3 separate regions of the Mus musculus genome follow, and regions 1 and 3 are each linked to region 2. A link is a contact called in public HiChIP or PLAC-seq and Micro-C data. All regions are on one chromosome and are shown on one strand. Each heading gives the region's core, a stretch centred on a gene start, on an enhancer-like site or on the middle of the called end of the contact. The rest is flanking DNA. Distances are from core to core; before and after follow the strand shown. Region 1 holds the start of 1700096K18Rik (RIKEN cDNA 1700096K18 gene). Region 2 holds the start of Wdr86 (WD repeat domain 86). Region 3 holds the start of Kmt2c (lysine (K)-specific methyltransferase 2C).

Region 1 (3,656 bases), core at 1,072-3,571, 800 kb before region 2:
ACTTGGGCAATGAAGAAAGAAAACAAGAGTTCTTGAGACTTATGGGTGCAGAAAAGAACACACTGGTCATCTTGTTATAGGAGATCACAAATTAACATCTCACTTCTGATCAGGGGAAGAAGGCAAGAAAAGTCATGAAGAGCTGGAGAGAGTACCAGCAGAGCATGGACAGCAAGTTGTCAGAAGTTTAACATGACTTCCTATTGTAATACCTATGGGATAAGTCATAAGTTGTAATACCAATGGGATAAGTCCATGACAGGAGTTCATACTCATGTTTTTGACACTGTTGACTTTGCTTATTGCTAATATCAAGGTGTATTTTTTTTTTGTTGAAGGAAGAAAACCTTTGTAGTTGTATAGTCTGCTTAATATTAACTGACAGTAAAGAATGACCAGCGCACTGCGCATGGGCAAGTTCTGGGTTCTATTCCCAAGGAGATGGAAGAATTAAACAGCCTTCAATGGGAAAAGACTTCAAAATCTTGGAAATTAAAAACAAAAGGGAGGTGTGGCCAGGAGGCTGTCTCCTGGGTTAAGAGTGCTTGCTGCTTCTTCCAAGGACCCAAGATCACTTCCCAGTACCAAAAGCTGGCGTACAACCTTTTGGAATTAACCCAAGCTCCAGGGATCCACGACTTTCTTCTGGCCTCAGTGGACAGTTACATATAGGTAATGTAAAAACAGAGACGTGCTGGGCGTGGTGGCGCACGCCTTTAATCCCAGCACTTGGGAGGCAGAGGCAGGTGGATTTCTGAGTTCGAGGCCAGCCTGGTCTACAAAGTGAGTTCCAGGACAGCTAGGGCTATACAGAGAAACCCTGTCTCGAAAAACCAAAAAAAAAAAAAAAAAAAAAAAAAAAACCAGAGACGTATAAAGACAATTTTTAATGCTGGTGGCAGTGTTGTACACCTTTAATCCCAGGAATAGAGGGGCAGAGGAATCTCTGAAATTTCAGTCAATGTGATCTATACAGGTGAGTTCCAGGCTATCTAAGGATACATGAGACCCTGTCACAGGGTGGAAATGCGTTCCATTCCTAGGTAAAAGAATAGCATGCCCACAAGTTGTCCTCTAACCTTAATGCTCTCACAGAAAAATAAAATCATACACAAACATTTTTATATATTTAAAGGCAAAGAATTCTTAACCAAATTGACTAAAGATAGGAACAGTAATTCCCTCTGGAAAATTAGCTGGCTGTAAAAAATGAGTTATAATGAAAAGACAATAACCTCACTATAAAGGCCTGTCTTGAATTTTAATTTTTTACAAGATTGGACTTCCAGTTCCTAGTAATGTACATGGTAATAAACATGAAGAAGCATTATTCAAATGTAAATGCTAATTGTTTTTATGTTTAATTTAAGCACTATTTTTTTTTTGTTTGTTTTGGTTTTTTTGAGACAGGGTTTCTCTTTTAACCATGGCTGTCCTGGAACTCACTCTGTAGACCAGGATGGCCTCAAGCACTATTTTTTTAACCAGACTTAAAATTAATAGAAGCGAAAGAATCTTCAGAGTGGGAGGGGCTTCAAGAAAGAACGACAAAAAGGCTATACAGGCTATTTTAAATGTACAAAATTTATATCTGTGTATACTGCAAATAATGTGCCTTCCAAAAAGGCTAAAATGTAAAGGCAAAACAAATTATTTCACTGATGAACCACTCATTTGGTAATGTCTTTCTTTACATTTGGGTTTTTTTTTTTAAAAATCTAGAGATACTGAATAGAAGTATTCACAAAATATCCATTGGTTAGAGTACGGTGTTCGAACGAAAATGAAAGGTTTGTAACCGGTCGTTTCGCTGTAGTACTGTAAGAAAGCTTTTAAATAATTAGTGCAGAATTCCAGCGTAGTATTGCAACCCAGCGTCTGTGGCCATGTCACCTTTAAGTGTGTGCAGTTTGGAAGAGCAGAGTTAGTTGGGTATTGTTAAAACAGCGTCGTTGTGTCGTGCGGGGACGTTCTCATCTTCTGAATGAGCGAGAGGGAGAAGGGCCCCGCCGTGGTCCCCTAAGCAGTGAGGCTCTGGGCGAATAATCGCACGGGATGCTGCGTGACAGTGGCTGGACGCCCGCGCCATTGTGAGGTCGGCGGCGCGGATCCGAACCTGTATTACTTCTCGGTGAGGCGGACTTGCGGGCCCTTGGACCGAGGTCAGCTCCGAGTGGAGAACAGGTAACTCAGGGGCCGGATCCCTCCGCGACAAGTAGTGCGCTGTGCGCTTTCCCGAGCCCACGGCGGGCGCCGGAGATCGCGGACCTGGCTCCCGGAGGATCGGCGGGCACTGGCCCGAAGGCTAGGAGACCTTCGGCAGCCCGAAGGCTGGAGCGGGCCGGCGAACGGCAGGTGTCCGCCCCGCCCCCACCCCCGCGGGCAGGAAGAGGAAGCGGTGCGGCCCGGCCCCGGGGCCACCCGCAGGGCCTCGCGGGGCGGGGGCGCCGGAGCTACAAGAAGCGCGTGACCTAGTTCGTCCCGAAGTGGACTTGACAGGTTGTCATCGCGGCTCCCCGCCCCCACTGTCTTCCGGGTCTGGCTCCTCCCCCACCCTCGAGCTCCCACTGGCCTCGCCCAAGCTGTACTCCCTGCCATTGGCTTCAAACCAGGGGCCACGCCCCAACCCAGCTCGCCCTGCCATTGGCCACGCGTCCCAGGCCGCTCTCCCAGTCATTGGCTTCGTCCCAGAGGCCCCGCCCCCAGTCTTGCTGGTCCTCGGGTTGGCCTTGCAGCGCCCCTCTTTCGGCTCGTCCTCCTATTGGCCCCTCGCGCCAGGCGCCTTGCCTCCTATGGTCCGCGGTGGATTCCAGCTGGTCACTGTTGAGTTTGTTCCCGTGGGCATTCCGGTTTCTGTCGGCTTCCCTCCCTCTTTGCTGCGTTTCTTCCTGCTTTCTTTGGGTCTGGGAGCCCGGGCCTCGATACCTGGTCCCGGTCCCAAACTCAATGTAGCAGCGATCTACATTTGCCTCTGTACCCCGCCGCACCCCGCCCCTTTCAACTCCTTCTTCCCCAGCCCCCACGCACACCGCCTTCATTCCCTCACACCTCTCCTTAAATTCGGCTGAGTGGAACAGACTTCATTTCGAAATCAGGGAGAGGGGTTAAGTGATAAACGTCAATATCAATATTAGCTGGTTTTGGTTCCAGAAAGGAACTGGACGGCCCAGATCATTCAAACATTTTGTTGTTGATGGTGGTGGGGGTAGTGCTTTTCTTTGGGTGTGTCTTAGGTTTGGAGGTTTCTTCAAACAGGATCTCACCTCTCCCTTTGTATCTCTGACTGGTTTGGAACTCGCTAGTTCCTTGGTACGGGGTTTGACTGCAGAAGCCAGAGAGGGCGGCCGCTGGGTTCCTGGAGCCGCTGGTTGTGGGCCACCTAACTTGGGGGCTCCTCTGCAGAAGGTTTCATCTCTCCACCCTGGGATTGAATTTTTTTAATTAATTTTCATTTTATGTGCATTGGTGTTTTGCCTGCCTGTATGTCTGTGTAAGGATGTTAGATTCCAGTCGGAGTTACAGTCGCAAGCTACCTTGTGGGTGCTCGGAATTGAACTAAAGTCCTCTGGAAGAGCCAGAGCTGTGAACCTGAGTCATCTTTGCAGTCCCAGGACTTAGTTCCTAAAGTGACCAAATTTGTTACTCCAAAAATAATA
Region 2 (3,354 bases), core at 759-3,258:
GCGTGCACCACCACCACCACCCGGCTGTACTTCCTGTCTTGATGTGCAAGCTCTTCCTAAGCACACTCTCTGAGAAAAGTCTGACTTGTCTGGACTCTCTGGTTGGAATGGTGGTCTTTTTCTTTGTCACCTTGAACTTGTTTCTAACATCCAAAGATGTGCCCGACTATGAGGATTCGATAATGATAAGAACTCTTCATCTTGGATGGAGGCAGTTGACTATAATCTGTGGGCTCTGGGATTGGTGGCTAAGGGGCTGAGGACGCACAGGTGGTTTTCTGGGGAGTAGAGGGCAAACCACAAGTGTAGATGTCCCATTGTGCTCATACTATTGGTTTACAAACAATTACACTAGACTTCTGCCAGGGACCTAGCAACAGTCAAGTCATCATCAGCGGGTGGCCTGGCAGCTTGTAAGAGACTCTTACCTCTACTCCCTCACCCCGCTCTTTCTCTCTTCCCATGTGTTCCCTGCTGGCCTCTCTTTCTGTCCTTTGTCTCCACTTCTCTGCCTTGTGGCTCTGTCTGCCTCTACCCCTCCTCCAGGTCCTAGCTCCCCTCGCCTCCTCCTAAATAAACCTCTCTTATACCATGTCTGTCTCGTAGTGTGTTTTCTCAGGGGTACACTTTGGTATGAGACTGCCAGGGACCCCCTACTCCTGCCGCTGCATTATATTCATAACACATACCACGTGACCCCTTGGAAATGTAGCTGCCCTACCTGACCCACTGCTGGCCAAGCTCTTCGAGGCTGTGAATGTGTTCATGCCACCTAGTCCTGGCTGTTCCCTAAAATCTTTTACAAGTCTTCCTCCTGAGAATGCAGGTCCCTGCATCCTCTGGCTCCTCTCTAGGTGAGCAGTCTCAGTTTCCTTATCCCACACCTCAGCATGCAGGACGCTTGCTCTAGGGTGCCCACTGCTCACACACTCCTACTCCCGCTGAGCTCTCCTGTGCAGCCAGCTACCCACCAGTCTTCGCACCGGGATGATGCAAATGCCTTCTAAAGGTCAGCGTACCAGATGAACTCAGGATGGGCCCTTAGTGGGCACTCTGGCTCCTGAGTCCTCTACCCTTCCTGTACTCACCAGCTCCACATTCCAGATCCCATCAAAACACTCCTTAACACCCTCAGCTGGCTCCTCAGTGTCTCCTAAGCTGATTGAGAGTTTGGAGAAAGAAAAAAGCCCATGTATTTGGTTGCGCCACTGCCACTCGGGGAATGAAGCCGGCTGTGCCGCGGGACCCATTCTGGGGTTTTCTTGGAATTGAATGGGGTCATCCAGAGTGATTAAGGCAGGTCATCACATCACCCCGAGGGCCGCCTCCTCTAAACCATCTCTTTCCAGCCTTTCTTTCTGGACTCCAAAAAGAGCCCTGGAGGGTTCGAGAAACTCTGCGATCTTTAGGACCTGGAGGATCAGAGTTGGGGGTCACCCTCCCCGCCCCCAGCAAAGTCAGCACCCGGAACTGCTCTAATAGGAACCAGCCGACTGAGCTCCGGGAGGGCTGCGGGCTGGGTATAGGATTCCTGCAGAGCTCAGTGGGACCTCAAAGGCGCGCGCCCAGCTGGGGGTGGGGTGGTGATGGGTGGAAGGGCGAACCTGACCTCTGGTCTTACCTCCAACCCCCAACGGCCAGGATCCAGCCTGGCCCAAGTAGAATTTGGGGTGTGCTTGTTATTTCCCAGAAAGGGCGTACTCGGGGTTCCGCAGCTTCTGCCCTTCATCGGGGGTCTCCTAAGACTCCAGACTCTTCGGTCCACCTCCTTCTTGCCTTGGGCTCTGGGGACAAGGTCAGCGAGAGTGACAGGGAACAGAATCCAGCCTAGGCAGTTGGAAGGGTCGTACATGAAGCACGTGGAAACGGTCCCCAACGAGGGACCCGGATAGCTTCTAAGTTCTGTTCCCGGAGGACGACCAGGGAGTCTTGGGGTGGGGGTTGGCGCGCGGCCCGAAAAGTGGGAGGGGACAGGTTGGGGGGTGGTCTCTGAGGAGGAGCCAGGCTGGATTGTATTGTTCCGCGCTCCGCTTCTCGGGTTCTTCTACCGGCTTCAGACCTGGTGGGCTCCTCTGCGCAGAAGCGCCCACCCCTCCTGAGCCCCGAGAAGGTTCTGAGTAGGGGAGGTCTCACCTGGGTCCTTGCATCGGAGCTGAGAGAGCGGAGGACACCGGTGGAGAGTCATAATCCTTGTTCCCCGCCGCACCTCGAGCCTTTGCAGGAACGAGGCGCTCTCCCACCCCCCACGATGGCCATTGCCTGGCCGAGCCCGGCCAGGACCACGAGCGGACGCTGGAGCGCCGCTCTCTAGCCGGGCTCAGCGCCTCTTTACCCCAGGCCAGCGATGGGGAGCAGCGGGTCGGCTCTGAGGGTCTGTGCGGACCACCGCGGGGGCATCAACTGGCTGAGCCTGAGCCCCGACGGGCAGCGCCTGCTGACGGGCAGCGAGGACGGCACAGCCCGCCTCTGGAGCACCGTGGACGGCCAGTGCTGCGCGCTCCTTCAAGGTAGATGGGCGCGCGTGCTCGCGACCTTTCCCGCCTCTTCACGCTCACCTGCACCGCACCCAGACCTCACTCTTCCGGGCCCCGCAGCCCCCTTCTGGAAGAGTAGGGCTCTAGCTCCTGCTCATCCAGGAGCTCCCCCAGCCCTTGAGCTCTTGGCGGGAAGCCGTGAGGAGCCCGAGTGTGTGGGTCGCACCAAAGCGCGCACCCCAATGAAAGATCCTTTTGTCAACCAGTCCCATGAAATCCTTACACGGAACCGGTGTTACCATGTTAGGGACTTGCCCAGGGCTGAAGGGCACCCTTGAGACTTGAACCCCCACTCCTCCCCACCCCCAAGCTCCTTGTTGGCCTCATTTCAAGTATGGCCAGAAGAAAGAGGATTGGTTCAAACTTCTGGGGAATAGGGAAGTCTATCTTGCATATTTGAAATGAAACGAGAACTATCATGCACGGAAATGCATAATGTGTCTTTCGTATCCACCTGTTGATTCATATTCTGTTCACTCTGGCCAGCCTTGTCTTGGGTGCTCCCACCCTGCATTATGGGGTGCCCCTGGCCGGCTGCTGGCCTTTGCAGTCGCACATGCGGACTAGAGGAGGCATGCCAAGGTTTTTGCACAGGTACCGCTCCTTATCTTCAGCTTTTCCTCCCTGATCAGCAAATGCTGGGTGGCCTGGCCCAAGCCCTTCCAGTGAAACAGTTACCTTCAAAACTGCTTCATTCCTACGCTATCAGTTTGAAGTGAAAACAGTATAAGGTAGTTCATGGCTCCAAAGGGAGGAACATTGAATTGACAGGTATTTGGGAGCTGGTGTGAAGATGGGGAATTGGCTACAAAGTGGTCCA
Region 3 (3,238 bases), core at 517-3,016, 770 kb before region 2:
CAAATGATTCAACGATTCAACTTTAGCCACTGCAAATAAACAAACAAACAAATGATTACAGCTATAATATGCACTAGACGATCAAAGTTTGATCCAGATGCGAAGCCCAGTTCAATGTTAATAGCCTGGCTATTGGGTGGCAGGAAGGTGAACAGGACCTCTAGAAACAAGTGTATTCTTTTTGCCCAGCATTGAAACTGTTGAGAATGGAAAGAACTGATCGCAAAGTGCGCTCGGATTCCAGGCTCCGAGCAGCTCAGCGCCTGACAGGCTACTCTAAGCCTTCCACGCCGCTCCACAGATCCGTTTTCCCATCTCTACTATTTCTCACTCCTACAAGGCAATCCATAGTGCAAACGAAACGCGGCGTCCTGGGCAATTCTGGCCCCATTTTTAACGAATCGTTTTTTTTTTTTTAATGGGAAACAGCTTAGCAGTATTTCCATTTTTAAATCTTGAGCACACACAACGTTCACGCTGATGCATTTCTCTCGGTGTAGAGACATTTTTTTCCCACTCAACCTGTCCGCTTGGTTTTTTGTACGGCAGCCTCCGGTCTCACGGTGTTTAAAACATGACGTCGGACGGAGAAACTACAGCTGGAGTTAGGATCTAACGTTGTCCTGCCACGGTTGCGCCGCACTAGGGAAGCCTACGTGGGACTCCGCCAGGCCTGGAGCGGCCCACGCCCGCAGGGGGTCGCGGACGCACGTGCGCGCACCGCACGCGGGTGCACGCTCCGGAGTGTTTACATCGATCCCTCCCCCCTCCTCCGGCCGGGCTGGACCCTGATCCCGGATGCCCGGTCCGCAGCTTAGCGCCCGCCAGAGCCCGAGTTGCAGCCACCGCCGCGTCAGAGCGGGCGGGGGAGGGGCGGTGAGGTCAGCGGCGGCGGCCGGGTAGCGCGGGGCGCATGCGCGGACTCAGCCCCGTGAGTGGCAGCAGCGCGCTGGGGGCGGGGGCGGGAGGCGCCTGTGTGTGGGCGAGCCGGCGGCGAGTTTGAGAGGTCTGTGGTGCGGGTCGCCCCGGGGGACCCGGGTGCAGGCCTCGCGCGACGGCCACTGCCGTGTGCGTGTGTTGTTTGTGTGGTGAACGCACAGCCGCAAAACTTCCTCCTTTGCTGCCCCCAGAGAGAGAGCGGGCGTGGGGGAGCGTTCGCGAGCGAGCGAGAGGGATCCCAGCGTGAGGGAGCCAAGCTTGATGGGGCCGAAAGCTAGCGTGAGGGAGCGATCCTGAGCGTGAGGCAGCAAAGCGCCGGCCGGAGAGCGGGCAAACGATAGGGAAGAGCGAGAGCTAGCCGTGCGTTGAACCGAGCGTGAGGGAGCTAGCCACAGGGAACGCCGTGAGCGAGCAGTGTGTGAGGGAGCGATCGCCAGCGCGCGACCGAGGGGCCGGCGCTCGCACCACCCCGGAACCCACCACAACAACTGGAGCAGCTGTCAAAACTTCGCCGCGGCGTGGGCCTGACGGGCTGACGGCGCGGGGGAGGGGTGGCTGGCCCCGCCCCGGCCCGGCCCGGCCCGCCGCCCCCCTCCGCGGCCCTTTCTCCTCCCGCCGCGGGCGGCCTGGGGGAGGGGCCGGGCGGAGACCCCTGCGGCCGCCCCCGGCCCGCGCCCCTCGCGTCGCGCCCCGCCCCGCCCCGCTCGGCGCCGCCCTCCGGCCCGGCCCCGCCGGCCCCAGCCTTGGCCGCGGCGCCCCGCCCCGCGCGGCCGGCCCCGCCCGCCCCGCCCGCTTGCCCGCCGCCCCCCGCCGGCCCCTGCGCGCCGAGTGCGCGCGCCCGCGCCGATGTGTGTGAGTGCGTGTCCTGCTAGCTCCATGTTGCCGCCTCTCCCGGTACCTGCTGCTGCTGCTGCTGCTCCCGGGGCTGCGGGAAATGCGAGAGGCTGAGCCGGGGAGGAGCAACTCGAGCAGCAGCAGCGGCGGCGGCTGCGGCCGCTGCGGCGGGAGGAGCCCCCCAGGAGGAGGACGGGGATCCATGTGTCTTTCCTGGTGACTAGGATGTCGTCGGAGGAGGACCGGAGCGCGGAGCAGCAGCAGCCGCCGCCAGCACCCCCCGAGGAGCCCGGAGCCCCGGCCCCGAGCCCCGCAGCCGCAGACAAAAGACCTCGGGGCCGGCCTCGCAAAGATGGCGCTTCCCCTTTCCAGAGAGCCAGAAAGAAGTAAGTTGAGCGCGAGGGAGCCAGGCGGGCGGCCAGCGGCGGCGCGGCCCGGAGCTGTCAGGCCCCCGGCCCGGTGGGGGCGGGGCGGCCCAGGCGCGGCCCGGTTCGGCGGCGCCCGCGCAGGTCCCGCCGGCCGCGCCGCGCACTTTACTTTGGAGTTCGGCCTCGCTTCTGGGAGAACCGCCCGGCGGCTTCCCCAGGGCCTAGCCCGGCGTCCGCACACGCCCCGCCGAGCACGCCCAGCTTGCTGCCGGCCCGGCCTCTCGGAGCCACAAAGCTGTGGGCGCCAGGGACGGAGCTGTCAAACGCCGCGGCCGGGTGGTCCGGGTGCGGCGGCCGGCGCTCTTTGTCAGCTCGCGGCTCCTTTAACTTTTCTTGCTCCCAGACCGGTGCTTTTGCTTCTTAATGATACATTAGGAAGCCATTCGAGCCTGTCCTCCCCATCCCCCACCGCCCCGAACCGCACCGCCCGGCTCCGCAGCCGGCGCTCGGGATCGCACGGGCCCAGGTGTAAGCGGGCGAGTCGGAGTTTCGGGAACGCGGCCGGGTTCCGCGGCGCTGACGGCCCAGAGCACTTTGTTTAGGGGAGACAGCTTTAAACGTCGCTGGACGAGTAACTTCAACTCCAGCTGGGCAGGCAATGGCTTTCGATTGTTTTTGAGCGTCCGTGAGGACTGTGCCGGGTGGATGAACTGGGCAAGAAGTGTTGTCTTAAAAAGTGGTTATTCGGCAACTTGGCTTGAAAATTAAGGAAACCGTTTTAGTGCCAATGAGTTAGTTGATCAGCAATAGTGGCTCTTCGGGGTGCTGCGGAAGATTGGTGACCGTCTTTCAAAGTTGCAGAATGGCGTGTGTTGCTTACTCATTTCATTGTATGATATTCTCATTGAACTGTTGGCGGTGGAAGGGTGCGCTGGGACTTGCAGGAAGAAGTCAGCACATTTATGGATAGGCTGTTTGTTTGGTTTACGTGCATTCATTTGTTGTGTCTGGTGGTTGCAGCAAAAATAGTGTTAACTGAGCCATAGCAAGCAAGCACCCTGGCCTCTCGGAACCCACTAAGCTCTTGACACAGTGTA

The links. A called contact is a pair of places that touch in the nucleus more often than the background predicts. HiChIP or PLAC-seq counts read pairs in DNA pulled down with a chosen protein or histone mark.
Region 1: an H3K27ac HiChIP or PLAC-seq map of embryonic stem cells shows a contact between it and region 2, with 2.4 times the contacts expected there. The contact joins the promoter of 1700096K18Rik here to the promoter of Wdr86 in region 2. A contact is called at or near these places in 1 of 39 promoter capture datasets (pre-B cells) and 1 of 115 datasets of contacts at active chromatin or transcription factors (embryonic stem cells).
Region 3: a contact with region 2 is called in a Micro-C map of embryonic stem cells, with 6 times the contacts expected there. The contact joins the promoter of Kmt2c here to the promoter of Wdr86 in region 2. A contact is called at or near these places in 2 of 484 Hi-C or Micro-C datasets (both in embryonic stem cells).

The regions. Positions count from the first base shown.
Region 1 is chr5:25,528,683-25,532,338 of GRCm38.p6, reverse strand. 1700096K18Rik (RIKEN cDNA 1700096K18 gene) reads right to left here and starts at 2,321. Exons shown (of 1, transcript NR_027388.1): 1 at 873-2,321.
Region 2 is chr5:24,729,334-24,732,687 of GRCm38.p6, reverse strand. Wdr86 (WD repeat domain 86) reads left to right here and starts at 2,008. Exons shown (of 6, transcript NM_001081441.1): 1 at 2,008-2,507. The coding sequence starts at 2,345. It overlaps Gm42231 (a long non-coding RNA gene), which reads right to left and starts at 1,698. Exons shown (of 2, transcript XR_880885.3): 1 at 1,622-1,698. RefSeq lists an enhancer at 845-2,134.
Region 3 is chr5:25,497,311-25,500,548 of GRCm38.p6, reverse strand. Kmt2c (lysine (K)-specific methyltransferase 2C) reads left to right here and starts at 1,766. Exons shown (of 59, transcript NM_001081383.2): 1 at 1,766-2,159. The coding sequence starts at 1,999. 4831440E17Rik (RIKEN cDNA 4831440E17 gene) reads right to left here and starts at 752. Exons shown (of 1, transcript NR_030700.1): 1 at 1-752.